Regions from separate parts of the Sus scrofa genome. Here region 2 is linked to region 1. A link is a contact called in public HiChIP or PLAC-seq data. All regions are on one chromosome and are shown on one strand. Each heading gives the region's core, a stretch centred on a gene start, on an enhancer-like site or on the middle of the called end of the contact. The rest is flanking DNA. Distances are from core to core; before and after follow the strand shown. Region 1 overlaps LDB2 (LIM domain-binding protein 2). Region 2 overlaps LOC100739688 (a long non-coding RNA gene).

The links. HiChIP or PLAC-seq counts read pairs in DNA pulled down with a chosen protein or histone mark.
Region 2: a contact with region 1 is called in an H3K27ac HiChIP or PLAC-seq map of skeletal muscle, with 12 times the contacts expected there. The contact joins two enhancer-like sites. A contact is called at or near these places in 1 of 47 Hi-C or Micro-C datasets (alveolar macrophages) and 1 of 2 datasets of contacts at active chromatin or transcription factors (skeletal muscle).

What each region holds. Positions count from the first base shown.
Region 1 is chr8:12,002,279-12,008,764 of Sscrofa11.1, forward strand. The region is part of intron 1 of LDB2 (LIM domain-binding protein 2); the gene reads right to left. Among named protein-coding and RNA genes, the nearest start is that of LDB2, 32 kb to the right of the region's middle. Within about 2 kb of position 2,588, at least 10 of the 83 cell types and tissues checked have an H3K27ac peak or open chromatin away from gene starts, as enhancers often do. A contact at or near this core is called in skeletal muscle, where this site is marked.
Region 2 is chr8:12,395,543-12,402,912 of Sscrofa11.1, forward strand. LOC100739688 (a long non-coding RNA gene) reads right to left here. Exons shown (of 8, transcript XR_304761.3): 6 at 3,075-3,299. Among named protein-coding and RNA genes, the nearest start is that of QDPR, 150 kb to the right of the region's middle. Within about 2 kb of position 3,314, at least 37 of the 83 cell types and tissues checked have an H3K27ac peak or open chromatin away from gene starts, as enhancers often do. A contact at or near this core is called in skeletal muscle, where this site is marked.

The DNA.
Region 1 (6,486 bases), core at 1,338-3,837:
AGCACTAGTTTCATGCCCAGCTTATCCAATGAGAGCCTCGACAACGCTGAGGCAATATTGGCAGTGAGCCACGAGTGTGGACTAAGTTACGCCTGGTGAATTTATTTCATATCCAGCAGTATATTGACCTTGGCAACACCGTTGTTCTCTACCACAAGGATCCATATCTGCCCAGTGAAAAAAATTGGATACCCCAGGAGCAGAATTACAGCTACAAAAAAAAAAAAAAAAAAAAAAAATCAATCTAAAATAATTTGCCAAAAAGGCAGGCATTAGTCCTGAAACAAGGATTTCGTAGCTGAAAGGTAGTTGGCACGTGACCTAAGAAGAACCACCCCTACCCACCCACCCACCCCACCATGCAGGTTACTCCACTGGGGCCAGGAGGGTGTCCCCCTTGCTTGACCTTAAGTCTGTAAAGAAGGTAGGTATTAGGGCATTCCCGTCGTGGCGCAACGGAAATGAATCTGACTAGTATCCATGAAGATGCCGGTTCCATCCCTGGCCTTGCTCAGTGGGTTAAGGATCTGGTGTTGCCGTGAGCTGTGGTGTAGGTTGCAGACATGGATTAGATCCTGCATTGCTGTGGTTGTGGCTGTGGCTGTTGGTTACAGCTCCGATTTGACCCCCAGCCTGGGAACCTCCATATGCCTTGTGTGTAGCCATAAAAAGACCAAAAAAAAAAAAGTATATATTAAAAATAATCATCAGACAGTTCACAAAATTGTTTGTCCTACAACCAGATTTTTTTCTATTATCATTTTTTTTCTTTTTATGGCTGCAATTGCCATCTATGGAGGTTCCCAGGCCAGGAGTCAAATTGGAGCTGCAGCTGTAGGCCTGTGCCACAGCCACCAAAATGCCAGATCTGAGTCACATCTGTGACCTATGCTGCAGTTTGCAGCAACGCTGGAGCGAGGCCAGGGATCAAATCTCATTCTCAAAGACACAATGTTGGGTTCTTAAATTGCTGAGCCATATCAGAAACTCCTATTATCTTATATCTACTTTACAGATAAGGAAATTTAGATTCACTAAATTGCTAGAAAGAGGTGGAAAAAAAAAATGTGGGGACTGTTTCAGTCAACGCCCAGCCAGTTTTACCCTGAATCACTGTCTGGTGGGGTTTCTCAACTATGGCACCATAGATAGCTGGGCTCAATAATTCCCTGTTGTGGGGGGCCGTCCTCGACACTGATGTTTAGCAGCATCCTTGATCCCTACCTGGTAGATGTCAGCAGCCCTCCTGTCTAGTTGTGACAGCTGAAAATGTCTCCAGGCAGTAACAAGTGTTCTCTGTGAGGCTTATTAAAATGCAGATCCCTGGGGCCCGAGGAAAAGCCAGAGCTACAGAGGTTCAATGAATATGGGATGGGTAATGTTTCCTGCTGGGCTAGTAGATTCGGAATTGTCACTGCTGTGGCTCCGGGTCGATCCCTGGCCTAGGGAACTTCTTCATGATGAGGGTGTGGCCAAAAAAAAAAAAAAAAAAAAAAAACCACCCTCATTCAAAGAATACAGGATGAGTGATAAGTCAAGTCTTTCTCTCCCTCGTAGACTGAAGTCAAGCCCAGGCCCACGTGACTCCATTGATTTTCTCGCTGAGACCAGGCCTCCTTCCAATCACAGGTATTATCATGCTGAACCCCCACTTTACAACTCCCAAGTCTTCTCCTCATTGGCTGCAGAATCACGGAGAGACATCATTTCCAGTCCCAGCCCTGATCTTCCCACCGCACGGTTGCAGCAGACATTTCCCAGACACACTCTGCACTGCCGCTCCTCCTCGACCCTGGCTGTTCCCTCTGCCTGAAATGCTGTTCCTGTCTTCCGAGACTGTGACGGCATGCATTTGTCCTCCAAAACCCATTCACCTGCTGTGAACACGCCACTGGACCTCAAGAACTATCAGAATTGAATTGACTCCTTGCTCAGTTGCCCCCAGCACTGGACTCCCTCAAGCTACCCAATCCCCTGAGATTTCAGTTTTTTCTTTTGTAAGACGGGCACATTGATGTCTTCCTTACCTGAGTGTTATGAGAAATAAAGGATGTCAAGTGACTGCCACCTAATAAGTTCTCAATGAAAAGCTCCTTTATCTTGCGCTTCTTATCAATCTGTGAAAATTGACCAGAATGGGCTCACTCTCTGGGCTACACCCTCTTCCCACGTTTCATATATAGACATAGACCCAGAAACCTTAAAGTCTCCTTCTTCTGAGGAATATTCCATTTTCCCCATCTTTGGATAGTAGATTCTTCCCTTAAATATTTGGAGCTAGGAATACAAGTTTGATACCAGGGTAACTATAGAAACAGCCCTATCTTGTGTGAATCAAAGAGCCTCCAGCTTTGGCCCTGAGTTCTCTCTAAACAGTGCTATCTGCGACCCACACTGTGTGCCACCGACAGGAGTTTTTAGAAAAGGCTTCCCGTTTCCCACGGGAATATAAGGAAATTGGAATTATTCAAGCAAACGATAACAGGAGAAACAGGAACAACGCCACAGAGTCCTCCACCCCTGACGTCCAGCACAGGCGAACTTCTTTGTGTAACACTTCTAAGGATGCCAAGCCCTGCAGAGAGAGATTGGTCACCAGGAAAAGGAAGAGGACGAGGAAAGGGAAGAGGCTACCAAGGGTCACAGGCAGCTAAGTGGAGGAGCCATCCATCACCAGCCTTCCCGGGCAGCCGGCATGCTTCCAGTCACAGAGGGCACCAGCCAAGGACAGAGGGAAAAACAACCTTGCCTTTGCTTTATTTGCGAAGCGAACAGACTCCTTAAGAGTATTGATGTACTGACTAATGATTCTGACATCCCGCGTGCCGAGCGCTTACATGCTTAAAGGGCAAGAGTTACAAATCAACAAGTTATTAATTTAATTTCTCTTTGAAAAGGCGCCAGAGGTAGAGAAAGCAGGACCAGTGGAGCATTTATCATGTTCATTTCCAAAGAACTTCAGCCCCTCCTTGCTTGGCGAGTGAATCTCAAACATCAGGATGTCGAAGGCATAGGCTGGGTGGCTTATGAACGTGCAGACCCCTGGGCCCCATCTTTGGCTATTTCTGCCTCATGAGGTCTTGGTTCGGGCCAGAGAAGTTTTAGTTTTGCTAATCACCTGCCACATCCAGCGATGGCGATGCAGGGCAGCAGCAAAGCCCTCTGAGGAACACCGCCTGCCCGAGCTGAGCCTCTTCCTTGACAGTGGCTCCTGGACCACATCTCCCGACCCCCTGGCATGGAGCTGGAGCCAGGTGACCAAGTTCTGTCTGCTGAGGGGATAAAAGTGACATGCACCACTGCCTCCTGGACCCCCTGCTCCATCCTCACTCTGTGGCTGTTGGCTGCCTGGAGGCAGAGGTACGAGGGGATGCCCTGGGTGGAGGAGGGGACATGGCTGTTCCTCGGCTCAGTGAAGAGATCCAGAATGGTCAAGTGGCTCAGAACCCGCTAGGGACGGTCACACGAGCGAGAGAGGGGTAAAACAAAACCAAAACCAAAACCAAACCAACAAAAACCAAAATTTAAAAAAAAAAACCTTTATTTCATGAAGCCCTCATAGCTAGATGGAATGCATTTACACCACTCTTTTCTATCCTGCAATTTTACCTGATCTTTATTCTGAAGATCCAGGGCTCATGTTTTAAGCACAGAAGAACCCGTAAAAAAAACCCAGAAGAAAGCCAAAGGGTGGTTCATGTTAATATCCAATCCTACCCTCAGTTTTGAGAGCAAAAACCTCTTATAATCTAATAGGTCTCTTAGAATGTCTTTGCACATCCAAGATGATGCCTTCAACCTCTATGCATGGCAGTGCCAAATTAATCCAGTAGAAGTTAACCTCAGGTAAAAGGTGAAGGCTAAAGACTAGGGTAGGTAATTAATTGTCTGCAGAGTCTTAAAGCCCCTCTCGGGGAATACAAAGAAAACAAAAGAAAACAAAAAACGTGGAAAAAAAGAACTTATCCAGAAAGAGTCAACCTTGCTACCGGTCCTGCCTCTGAGGGGTGATATGCAGCACCCGGGTGAAGACTCTGATCAGCAAGACCGTCCTCCTGGAGGTGGAGCCCAGTGACCCCGCTGAGAACCCGAAGGCCCAGATCCAGGATAAGGAAGGCATCTCCCCTGGCCAGCAGAGGCTCGTCTTTGCAGGCCAACAGCCAGAAGATGGCCAGACTCTCTGATTGCAGCATTCAGAAAGAGTCGACGCTGCACGTGGTCCTCCGTCTAAGGGGCGGCTGTTAATTCTTCAGCCCTGCTTGCATCATGGCCACTGGTGGTATCCCTCTGTGCTCTAGCCATTTGGCCCAATTTAAGTTTAAAAATTACCAGTTTCAGTACTAGCTGAACCTGTTTGATATGTTAAGAAAGATCTTGTTGCATGGGAAGAAAAAAAAAAGGATCCAAAGCAATCTGCCACAAAGATAGGACCTGGGGAACCAGACCCATCTTTTAAAAAGGGCCCACGTCTAAAGTCCACCCGGCCGTCCTGAGACCCCCTTGGGCCCCGCTGACCAGTATTCAGAAAGCCTGGAAGCAGGAAACCTGTGCATTCAGCAGAGGAAGGAACTCTGTGGCTCGGCTGATGTTTCTGATGTTTAGGGACGAGGGACAGGCCGGGTGGGCAGCTGGCTCAGCTCCACAAGCCCTGCTGGAGCTGCATCCAGGGTGCCTCCATGGCCAACCCCCGGGGATGGCGGGGAGACCACAGCCTCCAAGAGAAGAGCCATTTCCATCGGGTACCTGTGTCCGCGCCTGTCAAGCCAACCCTTCAGATGCAGGAAAAGCATCTCCAGCTCCCCTCTTTCTCTCCCAGCCAGATCAGCCTCACACCAAAAGCTCAGTTAACTAAGCAGATCCAAGTCAGCATTTTACCACGTGGCGGTCTCCAGTCCCCCTGGGAGCGATCCAGTTTGACCTTGGGAAAGGGAAGGGCAGGGGCATGCCTCCCAGAGCTCAAGGATGGAATCTTCCACTCCTGCTCCAGCCACGCTGGCCTCACCAGCCCCACAAACACTCCAGGCTCGCTCCCACCTTGGTGCTGACGGCAGTCTGCCTAGAACATTCTTCCCCAGCCCTTCCCATGGTCCATGCCTCTGCTTCTTGCAGGTGGCCTCTACGCAGAGAGACGGCCCCTCATCACCCCTTCTAAGCCAGCCACCCCCAACTCCAGTCACTCTCCGACCCCTTGTCCCATTTTATTTCCCTTCAAAGGCCTTATCACTACATGGAAGTATAATAACTGTTGTTGTAGCCGAACAGGATATCTAGGGGACTGGGCGATAAGAGCTGGAGAAAACGGAAGGTGATTGTGCAGAATTTTTTTCTTCTTAAGTGCCATTTAAAAACAATCAATACACAAAAAGGCAGCAATATGGAAAATACACTTGATGCAAGGTTAATGAAAATGTAAGTTACAAAGCAGCACACTTGGGGTAAAACAGACAAATATGAGCCTTAGGTCATGCCATAATAAGTGATATTTCTCCTTTACTTTTCAAAAGTCCTTATATTCCTTTGACTACGTTCTTAACCTCGAGAGTACATTTAAATAAATAAACACATAAGTATATAAATCAACTACCTCTAGTAAATAAAAGACTATTGTAACATTCAGAAAGACTATAGCGTCTATCTAGTCTAACACCCTCAGGTACCAGAAGAAGAGAGTGAGCCTTAAAGGGAAGCGAATTACCCAAGGTCATCCTCAAGGTTAGTCAATGCGGAGACAGAGGGAAAAGCAGAACGTGGGACTCCAGGCCAGATGCCGTCTTCACGGCGTTATGTTGCACAGTCAGTCAATCCGAGACGTCGTGGGGGCAAGGACGAAGCCCCTCAAAGGAGTCAGAACCGTGCAGAGTGTTAACACCAAAGCACTTCTTGTTCACGTGGGGCACTGCCGGTCCCGGACCTTCAGTTCGATGCTTTCTGCAGCCCAGTCTCGTCACCTCTTTAAGGTTCTGCTTCCCCGCATGGGGTGATGATGGCCGAGGTGGTGATGCTAACGATGATGCTGATGAAGAGGAAGGTGACGATGCTGGTGGTGACGACGCCTGGTCCTACCACTGGTCAGACCTGGGGCTAAGTGCCTCGTTGCGGCATTTACTTCTCCCCCGCATGCTGAGGCGGGCATCGTTCAGCATCGTCACCAACCTCATCAGCTCCTTTTATCAGCTGAGGAAGCGGACACCCGGAGAGGTTAATTAACCCCAATAAAAACACTCATCAATAGCAAAAGGATTTAAAGTGGACATTACACTCAGGGAGACCAGCTCCCGAGGGGAAGTCTAGGACACGAATGGCCAAAATCGTAAAACTTGGTTCACCAATGACTGCAGTTTGGGTAAAGGTAGGTCATGATGTGCTTGCTGACTGCTCTGAAATGCAAGTGGTGATATCAACTGACCTTCTTCGGAGACAGGGGCTCTCATGGACGTCTTGGTGTGTCCTCTCAAAACGCACATGGTGAAATCTTTTTTTTTTTTT
Region 2 (7,370 bases), core at 2,064-4,563, 390 kb after region 1:
ACGGCAACCCAGGATCCTTAACCCACTGAGCAAGGCCAGGGATCAAACATCGTCATGGTTACTGGTCGGATTTGTTACTGCTGAGTCCCAATGGGAACTCCAAACCACCTGAGTCTGAACACCACCCCTACCACTTATCAACTGGGTAACTTGGATGAGTTCCTTAATCTCTCGGTGCCCCAGTTACCTCATCGGTAAAGTGAGAGGAATGATAATACCTTACAGGGCAGCTGTAAACTATATTTAGAGTGGGAGGGAGCACCTAGGAAGTGCTACTGGTACTTAACAACTATTAATATTTTTTAGGATGCAAAAGAATTAGCTCGATGAAGTAAGAAGGGAAATGAAGAAAGCTTTCCAGGAAGAGCAAGTATCTGTGGAGTAAAAGCAGCAATGTCAGTGACTCTAAGAAGCCAAGCTATTCAGTCAATAGGCTCTGCCTTTGTCCGTGGATGACCATGGGAGGGAATTCACTGTGCCTAGCATGGCTCTGTGGGTTAAGGACAGACCCAGGAGATAGGTGATGTGGTCTCTGTCCTCTAAGATGTCATATTCAGCAAAACTAAACACACAAGAAAGAACCGAAGAAGAATCTGAGACAGCATATAACCAGTACTGAACTTAGTATCCAGACGCTAATGAAAATAGCAAGAAAAATAGGATGATAACATGTATCGGTTTACAATTTGTCAAGCCCTGGGCTGAACACTTTACATGCTTCTCCTGCTGGAATTCAGCTGACAAACACCCACGTTGTGACTTTCTCCAACAACAAAACCTCCAGCAGATTTCAGAGAAGGAAGAGATTGACCTTACTGCCTCATGAAGACAGGAAAGCTTGAGCTAGGCTTTGAAGAAAGGAACAATTTTGAATAGAGGAATTGGTGAGCAAGGCAGCCTGATGGAAATATAATGGATGCCCCAAATACAAGCCACAGGCATCATTTAAACTCTTCCCATATCCACACTTTTAAAGAGTAAAATGAAGGCTAACTTTAAAAATGTATTTATTTAATCCATTATTAGAATGGATTGTCATTCCAACATGTAATCAGTATGAAACATTAGTAATGAGATTTTTAAAAATTTTTTTTCTTTGTTAGGTCTTTGAAATCCTTTGTGTATTTTAACTTCCAGCTCTTCTCCAGTGCTCAATAGCCACATGTGGGTGATGGCTACTATCTTGGAAACACAATCAAGAAAGAAGCAAGAACTGGCATTTACACCCCGATGATCATAGCAGCACTATTCACAACAGCCAAGATATGGAAGCAGCCTAAGTGTCCACTGACAGATGAATGGATAAAGAAGATGTGGTGCATATACAAAGTGGAATATTACTCAGCCATAAAAAGGAATGGAACAGTGCCATTTGCAGCAACATGGAAGGACCTAGAGATCATCATACTAAGTGAAAGTAAGCCGGAAAGAGAAAGACAAATACCATATGATAGCACTTATATGTGCAATCTAAGAAAAGGATACAAATGAAGTTATTTACAAAACATAAATAGACTCACAGACATAGAAAACAAACTTATGGTTACTGAAGGGGAGAGAGGGCCTGGAAGGATAAATTAGGAATTTGTGATTAACATGTACATACTACTACATGTAAAATAGATAACCAACAAAAACCTACAGTACAGCACAGGGCATTGTACTCAACATCTTATAATAATTTATAATGGAAAAGAATCTTAAAAAGTGTATATATACACACACACACACATATATATATATAACTTTGCTGTATACCTGACACTAAAAAGTGTGTGTGTATATATATATATATATACACACACACACACATATATATAAACACCTTGCTGTATACCCAACACAAACATAATTTTGTAAATTGACTACATTTCAACAAAAATGTTTTAGAAGACCTGGCATTTACCAAAATCTCACGTGGCCTCAGTCACTTTTTATACACTATTTTTCATCTTCCCAACCACTCTCTTAGGAAAATATTATTATTATCCCCATTTTAAAGATGAGAACTGAGACTCTAAGAGAGCGAGTCACCAGCTAAATAAGTGGGTTGACCTAGAATTGAAACCCAGACCCAACCAACTTCAAGCTCGGGCATACCTCTCAGGCAAGGATGGCTTGGGCAAAGGGCCCCGGGAAGTGCTTACTACAAAACAAGGTGATGCCTGAACAAGGAGAAACCACACAGATCCTGGGTCGACTTCTCAGCAGCCTCCACCCCAGGCCTCCCAGCCTGGCTCATGGAGCCTCCTGGAGTTGGAGGAGGGAGAGAAAGGGAACAAACAAACCAAGTTTCCCTTTCCAGTTAAACAGAAATGGAAGCTCTCGCACTGCTCCCTGACAGCAAAACTACAAAAGGATATTGCAGGAGGCAAGGCGAGGCACCTGTGGTACATAAATATTTAACTTTTGTTGCAGGGAAGTGCAGGATGAGGCAACACTTGGCTGCTTCTCAGCCAGCGGAGCGGGGCTGCCATATACCCCTTGGAGCCTTGATTTTGTCGTGATTGCTCTTTCTCTAACTATTAAGAGAGGAAGGGGGCTGGGGTGTAAACAAAATTAACAGTAATTTATGATCTGAAAAGGGACAGCGGGAGTTTGAAATCTGTCTGCATTAGGACACCTTCCCTGCCCTCCACTGGAACCCCAAGCCACGAGATCCTGTAGGAAAAGGATGTTTATACAGCGGTCCTGGCAGGAGAGCTGCTTTTCCTTGTGCCCAGAGGGCAAGGTTCAGCCAACTTTCCAGAGGGGCCTGGCCTGCGCTAAGTATGCTGCTGGGACCCTGTCCCCTGCGTGGGCGGATCCTGAGCTTTTTAGATCTTTGTTTTATTTTACTTCTTTCTTGTTCAGTGATCCCTCCCTGTTTTCTGCAGGGACCTCCCGGGCTGCCCCTCCTCCACCTCAACCACTGGCCCACCAGGAAAACTGCCAGGAGGGACACCCAGCAGCTCCTGGGCGGGAATTTTTCCCGTGCATCTGCCTTTGCTAACTCCTGACTCTTGGAGACAAAGGTTTACCCCGCCTCTCTAAGGCATGTTTTGTGCCACGCAGTTTCACTTCGCAAGACCTACTTTTCAAGGCGAGGACTGGCAAGGCCACACTATGCAGCAACTTCAGCTGGAGTCAAAAAGAAAGCCAATGGAGCCCCAGGATTTTGTTTCTTTCTTTCCTCTGTCCCGTCTTTTCGGGTGGGCATTGGGATGGGCCTGGCCCGGCTTGGAACCCTGTCTCTGGCAGCCGGTTCATAGTCCACTCAACATTGAGGATGTGATCACGCCTTCAGATGAATCTTGGAGCTGAAGGAAGAGACAAAAAGAAAATTTCATAACCCACCCAGAATCTCTTCGCTGAAGTGCCACACGCTCTTACGCCTTCACCAGCTAGTCTCTCAGATCACTAGCGACCCCAAGTGGCCAACTTTGGATGATGGTCATTTTTTTTTTCTGCAGAAAGTTTTTTACTCCTAAATCCTGATAGAATTTAAAAACTGCAGAGCTGAAAGATCCATTAATGTCACCTGACCCAATCCCCCTTTTTACAGGAAGGAGGGGTCCAGAGAGGTAATGAGGGATTCCTAAAATCACACAGCATGTTAGGATCAAGTTGGGAAGCAAGGAAAGTTTGCAAGAGACTCTGTGGGACCAGATTTTAGTTCCTTAACAGAAGGGACAAAAGGTTTTTTTCTCCCAGGCTACAAAAGAAACACTGCTATTATGAAAGATCACCACGGTGAAGCTGCATGTTTTTTTTTGTTTGTTTTGTTTTCTTTTTTTCTTTTTAGGGCCACACCCATGGCACATCCAAGTTCCTGGGCTAGGGGTCTCATCGGAGCTGCGGCTGATCCAACAGCAACACCAGATCCAAGCCACGTCTGCGACCTACACCACAGCTCACAAAGCCGCCTGTCCCAACAGACCCGAAGTTCCACTGGCTACACAATCAATGCACACATTTCTTTTCCTCGTCTATGCCTAAATTGATCATGACAATTAATCAATTAATCATGACAAGTGTGGGGCCAGCCTGGGAGAGAAAGAGAAAGTCAGAATTTGGCAAATGTGGTTTAGATGCTAATTCCCAAAGCCTGAGCCTGGCCTCGAGTCAAGAAGTTGGCATTTGGTTCCCATCCTCATAACAGCCCTGCTGAGTGGACACTATCCCTCCCACCTTAGAAATGAGAAAATGGGAGTTCTAGTCATGGCTCAGAGGAAACAAATCCGACTAGGAACCATGAGGTGGCGGGTTCGATCCCTGGCCTCGCTCAGTGGGTTAAGGATACGGCATTGTGGTGAGCTGTGATGTAGGTGGCAGTCGCGGCTCAGATCCTGTGTTGTTGTGGCTGTGGCTTTGCTGTGGCTATGCCGTAGGCTGGCAGGTGTAGCTTCGATTGGACCCCTAGCCTGGAAACATCCATATGTTGCATGTGCGGACCTAAAAAGAAAAAAAAAAAAGAAAGAAAGAAAGAAAGAAAGAAATGAGAAAATGGAGGCTCAGAAAACTTAACTTGCCTCAAATCACTCAGCTACTAAAGTGCAAAGCCAGCTCTCTGTGAATGCCTTGATTTACCTATCCATCAAATGGGATAGTAAAAACCTACCTATAAACCCAGAAAATGTCAATGTAGAAAGGGGCCTCAGAGGAGCCCCCTTCCAAATCAAATAGACCCCTCGTGCATAAAACAGACAAAAAGTGTTTGTTTGTGATAATGTCCATCAAAGACAATATGGGTCCTGTTTAAATGAACACCAGGAGAGCCCACTGACCTTAAAATCTGGAACCTCTAAGGCTTTGGTCCACTCTTCCCCACAGTGTCACCTCTCCCTTGAGTGTCTCAAGTATTCTCCTCCTGTACAGTGGGCTGGCCCCTGGCCTGACACCCCCTCCCCTCAGCAGCTCTGTCCCAGGAATGCACAGAATTCCCTTTACTGTCGGCTCTGAGCTCCATGGACACAGTCTGGAATTTTCCCAATGCCATGCTTACACTTACTGCAGGAGACTAGAAGGTCAGTGAACACAAAGAGTGTGAGGGAAACCTAAAATCCATCTGGTTTACAAAGCCTGAAATTCTCATCCAGATTTTTCAAGAAGTGGTTCTCTCCAGAGTTAGCAAATCCTGTTCTGTTCCCAGAAGAGTCTTACGATAAAACCCTCCGTGTAAATTGTCACAGTCCTTCTGCAAAAACAGTGTGGCCACATGCTTCAAGGTCTGTGAAAGAGTCCTACCCTTTAGCTCAGTAAGTCCACGTCTGGCAATGCACCCGAATGGAATCACCAAAATTGCAGCTGGTAATTTACACGCAAAGACTACCATCACTCATTTGCTATGATTACTTAAAAAAAAAAAACAAAAAGACAGAGGCAAGTTATACAACAATAGGGCTTACGACATAACCAGAAGATGGAAGCATACATAACCATCAAAAAGACATTTTCAAAGTATTTTTAATGACACTAAATGGAAAAAAAGCATTTCAAATGGTGTTAAGTGAAGGAAGCAGGGTGCAAAAGGGGTACACCTGATGCGATCAAATATTTTAAACCAAAATAAGTGAAGTACAAGTGTAGAGGGGAAAAAAAGAGAGAAGAAACTTGCTAACATGTTCACAGTCGTTAGGACCAAGTGGCAGGATTAACATTGATGTCTTTCCTCCTTGTCTTTTTGTTTTAGTTTTACTGTGAGGCTGCAGGAATTTACAATCTGAAAATAAAACAGTCTTTTTTAAAGAGGTTGACCCTGTAGCCCCAAAGCTGCTGCATTTCCTCAGGCCACATCTTCCTTCCCCTGCTCTGCCTTCACCTTGCTCAGCTCGATGCATGGTCCTCCACCGGCCTCACTCCTGCCTGGACCTTCCTCCTGGACTTTCTGCTAGTCCACCTGAGAGACCCAGGCAATGAGGGGACCCTTCCAAGGGCCCCTCGGAATCACATTTATCAAAATGAAGTTTCCCCATCTCAACTCCCTACCACGCCGTAGAGCAACCCGGCCAGACCTACATACCGAGCATCTTAGAAGGTTCTTTTCTTTTCTCTTGGTTGAAAGGCTAGGGTCTTTGTAAATTTGGAATCCATTTGCCTAATATTTATGGAGTGTCCAGGCCCTGTTCTAGCAGGATACAAGAACAGGTCCCCACCCTCAGGGCGTCGGCATTGGGGGCAGAGGGGCTGCCGCAAATAATAAATAATCATACAAATAAAAAGAGTATCAGCTATGATCACACCACGCTCAGGGGGACTAGGGCTGCCTGAGATGGTCACTCTTCAGATCTCGATGGCACAGACGCAAGGGAATATCCAGATGCACACTGATGCCGAGACGTTGGGAGAAGCCGTTTCTCCAGGATTCTTGCACTGATGGTGAATGTTAGAGGCAAGAACTCTGTCGAAGGAAACTGTGGGAGACTGGGCAAGGTGGATGTGTGTGCACTGGGTGGTGCCGGCTGACCTGAGCTTCCTGATAAGGACCCCTCCCTCCCCCACAAGTGACAAGTGACGCGGGTTAGGAGAAAGGCACCGGAAGAGGATTGGGAAGGGATTTTTGAGACTTAAATCGCCCTGCTTAGAAAGCAGATTCCTGTCAATGGGCTGTAGGTTGCCTGTTGCTTATTTCTGGTGGGAACTAGTGATTTTACCCAAAGAACGACAAAAGCCTTAAAATCACTAGTAGTCATCATGGTTTGATCTTGGAGTTCCTGTTGTGGCTTGGCGGAAACAAATCTGACTAGCATCCATGAGGACACAGGTTCGATCCCTGGCCTTGCTTAGTGGGTTAAGGATCTGGTGTTGTCCTGAGCTGTGGTGTAGACCACAGACGTGGCTCAGATCTGGCATTGCTGTGGCTGTGGTGTAGGCCAGCAGCTATAGCTCCAATTCTACCCCTAGTCTGGGGACCTCCATATACCTTGGGTGTGGCCCTAAAAAGACTAAAATAAAATGGCTTGATCTTTCTTAAGCTTCATCTGTGAATACCTTAGAGTCTGAGGTCCTGGCAGCTTCAGTCAAATGTACAGCAGATTTAGGAAAAATATTGTACAGTAGATTTAGGAAAACTGAGAGTCTAAACTGAAAAGGAGGGGAAACCGCAGACCCGCCTCTGCTCTCCCATCACCACACTGGAACACACCCACAACACACACACACTCACACTCATCCTCCCTTCCTGGATCACCTACGGTGACACCTGAGCATCCATTCAGAAAACTTTCCTACTTTTCTCTAGCTTCCATAACACTTCTTTCTGGACAAAACATGCAACAGGCGGGAAACTGTCACTAAATCACCAAAGGTCTCATCAAGCACCAAACAACAGAGCGGGAAATGGTTTGAAACTGATTGTGACAGATTTAGGCAAAGGATGCTGTCCTGAGGAA